Linked DNA regions of Macaca mulatta: region 1 is linked to region 2. The links are chromatin contacts, called in public Hi-C maps. All regions are on one chromosome and are shown on one strand. The core of a region is the stretch at or near the end of the contact, and the rest is flanking DNA. Distances in the headings are between cores, read along the strand shown.

Evidence for each region. A called contact is a pair of places that touch in the nucleus more often than the background predicts.
Region 1: a contact with region 2 is called in a Hi-C map of CD4 T cells, with 2.5 times the contacts expected there. The contact joins two enhancer-like sites. A contact is called at or near these places in 4 of 14 Hi-C or Micro-C datasets (CD4 T cells, fetal cortex germinal zone, fetal cortical plate and 1 more).

Annotation. Positions count from the first base shown.
Region 1 is chr1:151,114,733-151,120,177 of T2T-MMU8v2.0, reverse strand. The region is part of intron 1 of LOC144332668; the gene reads left to right. It also overlaps a transcript of LRRC8B not described here. Among named protein-coding and RNA genes, the nearest start is that of LRRC8B, 36 kb to the right of the region's middle. Within about 2 kb of position 3,262, at least 7 of the 40 cell types and tissues checked have an H3K27ac peak or open chromatin away from gene starts, as enhancers often do. A contact at or near this core is called in CD4 T cells, where this site is marked.
Region 2 is chr1:151,040,096-151,045,262 of T2T-MMU8v2.0, reverse strand. The region is part of intron 2 of LOC114677359; the gene reads right to left. Among named protein-coding and RNA genes, the nearest start is that of LRRC8C, 25 kb to the right of the region's middle. Within about 2 kb of position 3,887, at least 6 of the 40 cell types and tissues checked have an H3K27ac peak or open chromatin away from gene starts, as enhancers often do. A contact at or near this core is called in CD4 T cells, where this site is marked.

The DNA.
Region 1 (5,445 bases), core at 2,013-4,512, 76 kb before region 2:
TGGATCATCTACCATAAATAAGATGAGGTCCTCAGCTTCATGATCCCAAGATGGAGCTTCAGCCATCACCCCCAAGTTCCAAGTAGCAGAAAGGAGGAAAGAAGGAAAAAAGAAGGAGGGGAAATGCAAGAGCCCATGGTCTCTGAAGGAAAATTCCTGGATGCTGTCATATACTTCTTGTTATATGTCATTGCGTAGAACTTAGTAACATGACCTCAGGTAGCTGGAATAGAGACTCGGAAATACTATCCTTATTCCAGACAGTCTTATTCCTAGCTAAATTAAAAAAAAAAAGAGAGGCTCAGATCCTTAGCAAAAAGTGGGGAATTTTGGAGATATCCAAACACCATAGCTATCCTAACCCTCTTTTTTCTTGACTAATACTGTCTTTCTCACAGGAGTCTTAGGATTAAAATAAATGTTATACATTAACACATCTAATGTAGTATCTGGCGTAAAACATGCTTTCAGTAAATGCTGTTTATATTGCTGCTTATTTCTTTTCCTTGAATTGTCTAGTTTCTCTGCTACAACATCACTGGCCCCCAAATCCTATTAATATTTTAAATACTTGGGCACTTACCCCACTTGGTGTTACCAGACTGCTGTGTTGTATCTTGTCATGGGAGGAGATGAGGTTTTTGAGTGTCAGGGAGCAAGACATTATTACTCAATGTCAGCATTTATTCTTAGCCTAAAAACATGGCCCATGAAATCAAATAGATCTGGACACAAATCCTCCCTCAGTATGCAACCATAGTCTCTCTCTCTCTCTCTCAGTTTTTTTTATCTGTAAACTGGATAATAGCTGACTGTTAAGGTTGAATGAAAAAAGTATATAAAGTGCTTAATACTGTCCTCAGTAAAGTGGTAGCTTTTCTTTTTTAATTTGGCCTAACCTGTGTGAGCCTTTTCAAAAACAGTACTTATTCTGTTTTTTTAAAAGTTATAAAATTATCTGTAAAATCAGTTTATCACCCAAGTGATAGCAAAATTTTTTCTATCTATGTTGATATAACAAAATACAGAATGGTTAATGATACAGAATGTTTAAGCCTTAACCTTCCTCAGCCTTGAATTATTTTTGGCTGAGCCACTCTCAGAAGCTAAACATCACCACCATTTAAAATATTTCACAGTATTTTTTCTTCAGTAGCTATTAAGCATTTAGTTTGTGCCAGGCAATGATGATGAGCAAAAATGTACATGGTCCCCACCCTTATGAAGATCTGGGACCATACTGAGGAGGACAGGTGAATCAATCACTCACTGCAAACAGATGAGAAGTTGTCACTGTGAGGTTGCTATAAAGGAGACATTGGTTGGGCATGGTGGCTCATGCCTGTAATCCCAGCACTTTGGGAGGCTGAGGCGGGCAGATCATCTGAGGTGGGGAGTTCGAAACCATTCTGGTTAACATGGTGAAACCCCGTCTCTACTAAAAATACACACACCCACACACAAAAAAATTAGCCAGGCGTGGTGGCAGGTGCCTGTAGTCCCAGCTACTCAGGAGACTGAGGCAGGAGAATGGCATGAACCCGGGAGGCGGAGCTTGCAGTGAGCTGAGATCATGCCATTGCACTCCAGCCTGGGTGACAGAGCAAGACTCCATCTCCAAAAAAATAATAATAAATAAAATAAGAGTATATCATGTATAACTTCTTAATGTGACACTCAGGAATAATCTAATGCTTTTACAGTTTATTTGGGCTATATTCGCAAACTTTAAATACAGATGCTGTCTCTACACAACAAGCAGATGCATCTGAGACGGCACTGTAAAGTAGTATATTTTTGTAGAGGGTCAGAGGGTTGATCTGCATCATCCTTAGCCAATGGAATTTGAAACCACATGGCTGAATGGAGAAAGACTGTTGGCAAAAAAAATCAGTAGCCCATAAAGCAGCAATGGAAAATGACCACAGGATGGGAAGTATGAGCAGTGTGTTTCAGAGGGTTGGGTGACTGGACTAGGCATGGGATGGCCTTCTCAAAGACGGTGGACAACCCCCACGGCCAGTCCCTCTGTACCTTTCCATTTTGCACAGACAGGAACCAGCATGGCAGGGGGTGCTATTGGCAGGTGCATTAAAAGGTACCATTTCTCCTTGCCGTGTCCTGCTGAGCTATTAGGGGAGTTTGTGGGGGAAATGATGCCTCTCTAATCCCTGTAACAGCCTTGGCGGATGGCAGGGAACACTCTACTTTGATGCATCTTCCACGTATTGTGGTATTTTCCATGTATTGTGGTATGACGTGACTGAGCCTTGGGGGTTAAACCATGAGCCATTGCACTGCAGAATGTTTCTTGCTCTGAGTCGACAAATTTAAGATAAATTCTGTTCATCTAAAGATTTTAACTTCATTTCTCTTAACAAAACTGAGTTTATTCCTGGCCCCATTTCAATGCTAAAATAAGCAGTCCTAAGCTAAGTAATGACTTGTCTTTGAGAAGCATTTGTGGATCATGTAGGGAAGCTTAAATTTTTCCTTGAAGGTTTGATAATTTGAGTCTATGAAACAAAGTGATAATAGCTTCACAGGAAAAAAAAGGCTGATAAATTTTATTATGTGCACATGTATGCACAGGAGTCGTATAAAATATTTTAAAAACTCAAAGAAATGGCCAGATGGTTAATGCTTATATACCATCTTGAGGTAACAGAAAGAACAGGGGCTGAGAGCATGGCTAAAAACAGGTAATGGTGGTAAACCAGGTTATGGTGGCAAGACAGGTTATGGGAAGGAGAGAAGAGGAGGCCTGGCCAGCAAAGGTGGTCTTGTTATCTAAATGAACCTCTCTGGTAGCAGCCCTCAGATAGAATAGATGGTAAATGTTTCTTTCAGACCTTTAAATCTGTCAGACTCTCAATTAATCTTTCCTAGATCCAGACAGACAAGGTGGGGCCTCAGAGAAAGCCCGGCTGCATCAATGCAGATACTCTACAGACACAAATCTCCCCAATAAATGACAGCTTTACAGGCCTACTTCTGTTTTGCCCTCCTAACAGCCATCTCAAAATATGTCAAAGAAGTATATTTTGGGGTGCAATATTTTGGTTTCCTTCAGTCATCATGCTGTTTCTCAGAGGCACAGTGTCGTGCATGGTGGTCAGGTTTGCAGGCAATCCTAAGAGAGTTTATCTTGGCCACTGGTACCCTCAGGTGTCAGAGTCTTTCACCCTCCCTCTCCCTGGAATGCCCTTGTAACTTGGACTTCCTGCTTCAGATTTGCCCAGGTATTTGCAATTCCTCCCTCAGTGGCACACCAAGCTCCTTCCTACCTCAGGGGTTTCTCAGTTGTTGTTCTTTCTGCCTGGAATGTTCTTCCCTTATAAATTTCCATGACTACTTTCTGCTCAAGAGTCAGCTCAAATGTGACCTCAGAAATACATTCCCTGGCCAAAAGTACCCATACCCCCTACCTATGTTCCCATCATAGTCTTTCAAACCTTGGTTTATTGTTTGCTTGCTTGTTTATGCTCTATTCCCCTCACCCCCACCAAAATATAAGTTCTGTGAAAGCAAGAACTTTGTCTCCCTTGTTTAACTGCTCTCAAGTCTGGTGTGCAGTAAACGTGCCCAAACTGCTGCATGTGATAGTGGGTGAATAATATTACCTCACTGATATGATTTGGCTGTGTGCCCAGGCAAATCTTATCTTGAATTGTAGTTTACATAATCCCCACGTGTCGTGGGAGGGACTGGGTGGAGATTATTGAATCATGGGGGCAGTTTCCCCCATCCTGTTCTTGCGATAGTGAGCTAGTTCTCACACTATCTGATGGTTTTATAAGGGGCTTCCCTCTTCACTGGGCACTCATTCTGTCTCCTGGCACCCTGTGAAGAGATGCCTTGCATTATGATTGTAAGTTTCCTGAGGCTCCCACAAGCCATGCAGAACTGTGAGTCAATTACACTTCTTTCCTTTATAAATTACCCAGTCTTGGGTATGTCTTCATTAGCAGTGTGAGAATGGACTAATACACCAAGTAGTTATAAAATGGGAATAATAATATCCATGCCACCTACCTCACAGAACAAATGAGGGCCTGGAGTTAGTGTATTGAATGCTTTCCTCAGAATTTTCTGTTCACCTTTAGATTCTGTGTTTTTGCCAACAGCAATACTATTTACCCAAGTATATATCCCAAGTTTCTTGGAACCCATTCTGGGCTTCTCCTTGCTTTATTCTCCCTACAGTCCTCTTATAGGATTGGTAACCCATTTGTCTAGAGTCTATAGCCTTCAAGTCTTTCTATCACTGTCCTTCCTCTACAGCCCATTTTCTGCTGTGAGTCTTCAGGAACACTGCCAGTTATCTTCTAACTGATAATGACTTTGTAGTCTTGAGCATAGTGTCTGCTACCATCACCTACAAATTTATTGTCCACACTGCAGAAAATAATCTTTCTAAAAGACAAATCTCATCCCATAATTGCCTGGTTTAATAAGCCTTTAATGGCTCCCTATGCCTCAGGATTAAGTCGAAACACCATGGTGTGGCATGTGTGAAAGTCTTCCTTTGTCTGACCTCTGCAGCTCTTCAGCTTCATCTCTTGCCACTCTGTCATTTCTGTGTCCGCAGTGCATGTACCATAGACACAGTGTGCGGTCACACCCCCATACACCAGCTGTCCTAAACTATTTGCAGTACAGGGAGGAAGGTTCTAGATAGCCAGATGGCTTCATTCCATAGCTTTGTTCCTTCCCTTTATTTGGGATCCTCTTGACAAGCACACGACCATCTTTCAAGGCTCAGTTAAAGCATACCTCTTCTGAAAGACCCTTCCTGACACCTTCTCTCTGCCTGTCACCCCCAACAGCTCCTCATTCCCACTTCTGTGCTGCTTCTGAGCTATACCTATCATAGTACCTAGGCTAAGGAACATCTTGGCCTCCTCCTGGATGCTTCTTCATGATAAACACTACATTTTGTTCATTTCCTGGGATTTCTGGGCCAGATGTCATACATGGCATACTGTGGGCATGCGGTGGATATCCAGGAGAGAATTAGGGAATAAAATTAGCATAATTATTACCTAGTCTAGGGCTTCATTTCAATAATGTACTTTTGACTGGTATTTGCATAAAATTTTAAAGAATATCTCCTTGAAGGTTAGAAGTAACAAGGTATATTATACATGCTGTTAATAGATATCGGTTGAATAGCTAAAGTATTTTGTTTATGAGCTACGGTTTATTGAACACTTACTGTGTTCAGAGTTCCAGATTTAGCAACTTGTAGGGGATGCTTGAGATGGCTTTTGTACTTTAATGAAATAATCCTGACTTTGGCTTTCTATTAGAAGTCAAAATTTCAGGTGGTCAACACAGGCTCTTCTTCTTGGCTTACAAGTAGGTTATAACAGTATCTCTGAATGTTTTTGAGTATCCTCTACAAGGATTTTGAAAAACGATTTGTTCTCATACATTTTTAAA
Region 2 (5,167 bases), core at 2,638-5,137:
CAGCCTAGTCTCTGCTTTATCTGGAAGAAGACAAGACCATTGTCCTGGACTGAAAGCCCAGAAGGTACTCATCTCCAACCTGGATCAGAGCCCTATTTTCACCGGTAACTCTTGAGTCATCTTGTATCTCTGAGCCTCAGCTTCCTCATCTGTAAAATATAAGCTTTATTCTATAAATATTGAGTGTCTGCTACTTACCCAGATGCTGCCTAAGATATTGTGAATACAGTGAGGGACAGCAGGGACAAATAAGACCCGCTCCTCATGGAAACAAACTTCATAAGATCTTAGGAGGATTCCATGAGATAATGTGTGTAAAGTGTTAGCATCTTGTCTGACCCTAGTGGGTGCTTTCTACATGGTAGCTTTAATGAGTTTGCCTCCAAAGATGGTAGAAAATACTTCAAAGTATGTCCTTTCCTGCCTTGGTCTGTGCACATGCATTTCTCTCTGCCAAAAAGGCTCTTCCTTAATTCCTATGCCTAGCTAACTCCTGTTCATCCAGTTCTCAGTATAAATGGTCACTTCTTCAAGGTGGCATTTTTCTGACCAGTCCATCCTTAGATCCCCGTTTGTTCCCAGGGCAACTGGTACTATACTTTGAGGTATCCATCCTCTTGATAATTATGACTTGTTTAGTGTCTGTTTCCCTGACTAGACTGTAAACCTAGTGTAAACAGCATCCATGTTGACCAGAAATCTTGATGTTGAGCTTTGAGATTCTGCATAAACATCTGACCATCTTGCTGATATTTGAAGGGAATGTTCCCCTTCGAATGAGAAAATTGCACTGGACAGAAAAGAAGAATCTGGCCCACCAGGAGCACATGGGTCCTTTCTTCCCTCTTTTCTCTCTCCTACCATGAAGAGTAGGGACGGCCAAGAAATGGCTGAAGAAAGGCCATTCCCTGGGCAGTACCCACATCTCCTAGAAGCAGCAGGTAGTCAGGGAATGTACGACGGAGAGTTGGGTTCCCCATTGTTCAGAGGAACTTATCCAGAGCCCATTCAAGGACGTACTGGGAATGGGGCAGTAAGGGTCTTCTTTGATACCATATGCCACAGCCACAGCCTTGTCTCTTCTCACCACAGCCAGGCAGCATGACTTAAAGGAAGTCTTGTTTCTTGTATCTATAGACAGTAAAAGCCTGATAAAATGAAATCTAAGGTCGTAAGACTGAAATGGCGTCAGCAGCAGAAATGTGTCTGTCACCTTGTGTGAAAGATGCCCCCAGCCTCAGTACCTTTTGGATGAGACCTTGGCAAACATACAGCCATTTACATGTGACTCACCAGAAATGTGAATGTTCTTGCCCTTTTGTGCCCTGTGGGGTTTAACAAAGCAGCAATGTGACCTGACCCCAGTGGTTTTCTTTTGGCCAGAATCCAAGTCCTCCAGGCAGTGCTGGACTTCCCACATGCATTCCTGCCAGCCCACTATATAGAACTACAGGGCAGTCCTCTCTGCCAAGCCTTTCTAACCTCTATGCCTTTGTCCAGGCTGTTCCCTCAACCAGAAGTTCCTTTTTTCCATACATACACATATGAATAAACCTCAATTCATTCTTCAAGACTAAGATGATATCACTCTATAAGTTCTCTGACCATCCTCTTTCCCCCAAATTGGAGTTAGTTATTCTGAACCCTTATACCAATATAGTGAAATTATTTATGGATTTCCCGCTAAGTCATCTGAAGGCAGAAACCAAATCTTGTTCACATTTGTGTCCCCTTCGACTAATATAGTATCTGCACCTACAATTTGCTATAGTATTCTATAGTGTAGGTGCATAATGAATGAATAGCTGAAAGTCGAGCATTTGCAAGGTGTGTGCTGGCCAGCGGGTCAGCCAGGATGCCTAAGGGCAAAGGCATGTGCCAGAAACCATGAGTGGAGACGCTTGTGGACAAATTGTTGAAACAGTGAGAAGTTGTTAAAGCCTTGTGGGTAAGGAAATGGCATAAGGAAGTAGTACTTTGGATACACTCTTTGAGGGCATGGGTGCAATGATGTTAAAGGAAGAAAACATATTTATTCTATAGATGGGGGAACTGAGGCTTGGGGAAGTTAAGTAATTTGCCAAAGGACACACAGCTAGTAAGTAAAGGACACCGGTTTAGAATCTAGACCTGGTTTCAAAGTTTGTGTTCTTAAACATATGCAAAAACTCAACCACATCTGCATACAACACCTTGAACTAGCGTCCTTTAGATCTTCAGGGAATTCCCCTCCCAACTGTGTTAAGTTTGATGCCAGAATATCACTAGCCCTCATGGGGCCTCAGTTTTCTCTTCAGTAAATGAGGAGAGTTGGGGTAAGTGACTCTAAGGCCACTTTTAGGCTCTGAGATGCTATGATTCTCTATAGAGTACAAATGGACTTTCTAACCTGGAAGTCAGCTTGTTCAAAACATAAGCATACTTGTGTATTGGGCCTGAAAATCCTTCTCAGGTGTTGCAGTCATGATTCCAATACACACAAAAAGCTTAGAGGTCTAATCATTCGTCCCAAATGAGTATTCAAAATATACTCGGGCATCTAAGTTTTCTGAACTCACAGAAAGTTCCTGTTTATCTGAAGTCTACTTAAGTCACAGCAAAGTTTCCACTCATTCTCCATGCTTTCCATGTTATTCCAAATCACACTCAAAGAAAGTTCAGTATTGCATTACCCACATCTGTGGCACCCAACTCCCAATCCCCCCGCCACCTCACCTCATCACACAAGTCTCAATCGACCATACATGCAGTTATCTAACTTTAGGCTGAATCTTAGGGTGGAACACATCTGAAAATGTCTGTGTGGTTCAGAATGAACTCTGAAAAAGTTTCCACCCATACTATTGAATAATATCCTGTTGTTTTGGCTTTTTTTTTCTATCAAATCTGTGTAATAATGCCTTTGATTTGGCTTTCATTTGCAATGATCTGCCTGACACCATTTTTCTGAAACATTCAGAACCAGATACAATCTTATTATAGTCAGCTACATAAAGTGGACCTTTCAGAGCATAAAGAAACATCTGTCTTCCATCTGTCGTGCCTGAAAAATAGGACTTTCAATAGAGCACTTTGTAGGACACTAGTGCTTTTAATGGGCAAGAAATCCATTTCTGACTAAAATCTCAATAAATATATCTAACAGAATTATTTTCATCTTACAAACTGTCTTTGAAAGAGCACTTCAAAGGCCACTCTAGCAAAGTGGCTTATTAAGAACATTGTCTCTAGACTCAGCCAACCTGGTTCAAACACTTGCTCTGTGATATACTGGCTGTGTGATCTTGGAAAGTTATTTTACCCTGATAATTTTAAGTTTTCTCGGGGATGTAAACCAGAATGCTAGCACCTACCCTGAGAGACAATATTTTTAAAGAGACTGGCACATAGTACAGCACCAAATAAACATCAGATGCTGTTCCTGTTTTGTTATTGCTGCTATTAATACTAGGAGCAGGATGGCCTGATTCCTGATGCAGCTGAATGAACACAGCATTTGGAATCAGAAAACCTGATTTTGCACTCTACCATTGCCACTGACTAGTCAGATGACCCTGGGGAAATCACTGAATGCTTCTCAACTTAGCCTCCTCATCTGTAAAACAGGGAAAATAAAAATAGCTATCTCACAGATAACGACTGTGAGGTTCAAATAAGGTGAAATATGTGAATTTCCTTTGCCAACTTCTAAACTCGGTACATATGCGTTACTTGGTGATTGTTAGTGTTATGGACTGAACGTTTGTGTCTTCCCCCAGAATTTATACATTGAATCTGTAACCCACAATATGATGGTATTAGGAGGTGGGGCTTTGGGGGGTAGTTAGGTTTAGATGAGGTCACGAGGGTGGAGCCCCATGTTAGAATTAGTATCCTTACAAGAAGTGACTAACAGCTCACTCTCTGTCTGTGTATGTCATGTGAGGACAGAGCAAAAAGTCAGCCGCCTACAAGCCAGGAAGAGGGCCCCCACCAAGAAGTGAATCTGCCAACACCTTTGTCTTGGACTTCCTAGCCTCTGGAACTGTGAGAGACAAAGTGTCTGTTGCTTCAGCCACCCAGTCTAGGATACTTGTTATCACAGCTCAAACTGACTGAGACCCTTAGTAACAACACCAGAACTGAAGAATATATCTAATTTTCTTATTCAGAAATTTTTATTTACAAAAACCTTAGTGATGTGCTCAAGTAATTATAGCTGATTTCCACTTAGTCACAGAAGTGAGGACTCTTTGCATGGACTAAGGTAGCATCAGGTGCAGAAGGTCTGCCTTTTCCAACAAAATTTTGTCATCACTGTGTACTCACCTTAGACCTGGTCTCTGTGAATGTTTAAAATGTGTCCTTTCTGTTAGTGATGGGTCAGGAAAAAATAAGAAATTAAGAGAAAAATCTTTAAAATGTGTCCTGGTCAATTGCCAATATATCTGAAGAGGTGGTGTTTCGGGATCTTTCGGGTGTCACTTTTCTGGCCGGAAACCTCAGTGGCTGGTGGTGCCTTTGTCTGAGTTTTGCTCGGCCCGCAAGGCTTGTTCCACCCACTCAGCCTGGCAGGTTGCACTCAGCTCACACTACCAGTCTGGATCCCATGCCTCTAAGAGAGACTGTGAATCAGGCGTGGAGTGGCAAGGGGTGTGTAGGCGAGTATGGGGTCTGGCCACTGCACAGTCAGACATGCCGGCTGCTACCACAGGGTGGGCAGCTCCAGGTGCCAGCACAGGCACTGGTTCTCTGTGAGGTTGCAGCTGGAGCAGGCGCACCACAAGCACCTTCCTCGGCGGGCACCGGGGAATGTAGCAGCACCCAGAAACTTGGAAACATCAGGAACCGCGGAGCCCCGAAGAGGGAGTCAAAGCCCTGGCTCTGGGAGCTCCCAGGTCTGGGCTTCCCGAAGGGCCACAACTCTTCTCTCCTTTTCACCCACAACATGGCGAGCAAGGGGCATGTTTCAGCCCTGTTTGGGTTATAGATATTTTAGCTTCGCCATTTGGCTGGCCCTGAGTTCTTGAGCTGCAACCAGGAAGAATGAGGTGCACAGACAAGTGGAGGGTAAACAAGACAAAGAGGAGCTTTTTTGAGCGGTAGAACAGCTCAGAGGAGACCTGCAGTGGGTATCTCAACCAGTGTTCAGCTCCCATCAGAGAGGGTAGTTCCTCTCTGCAGCTGG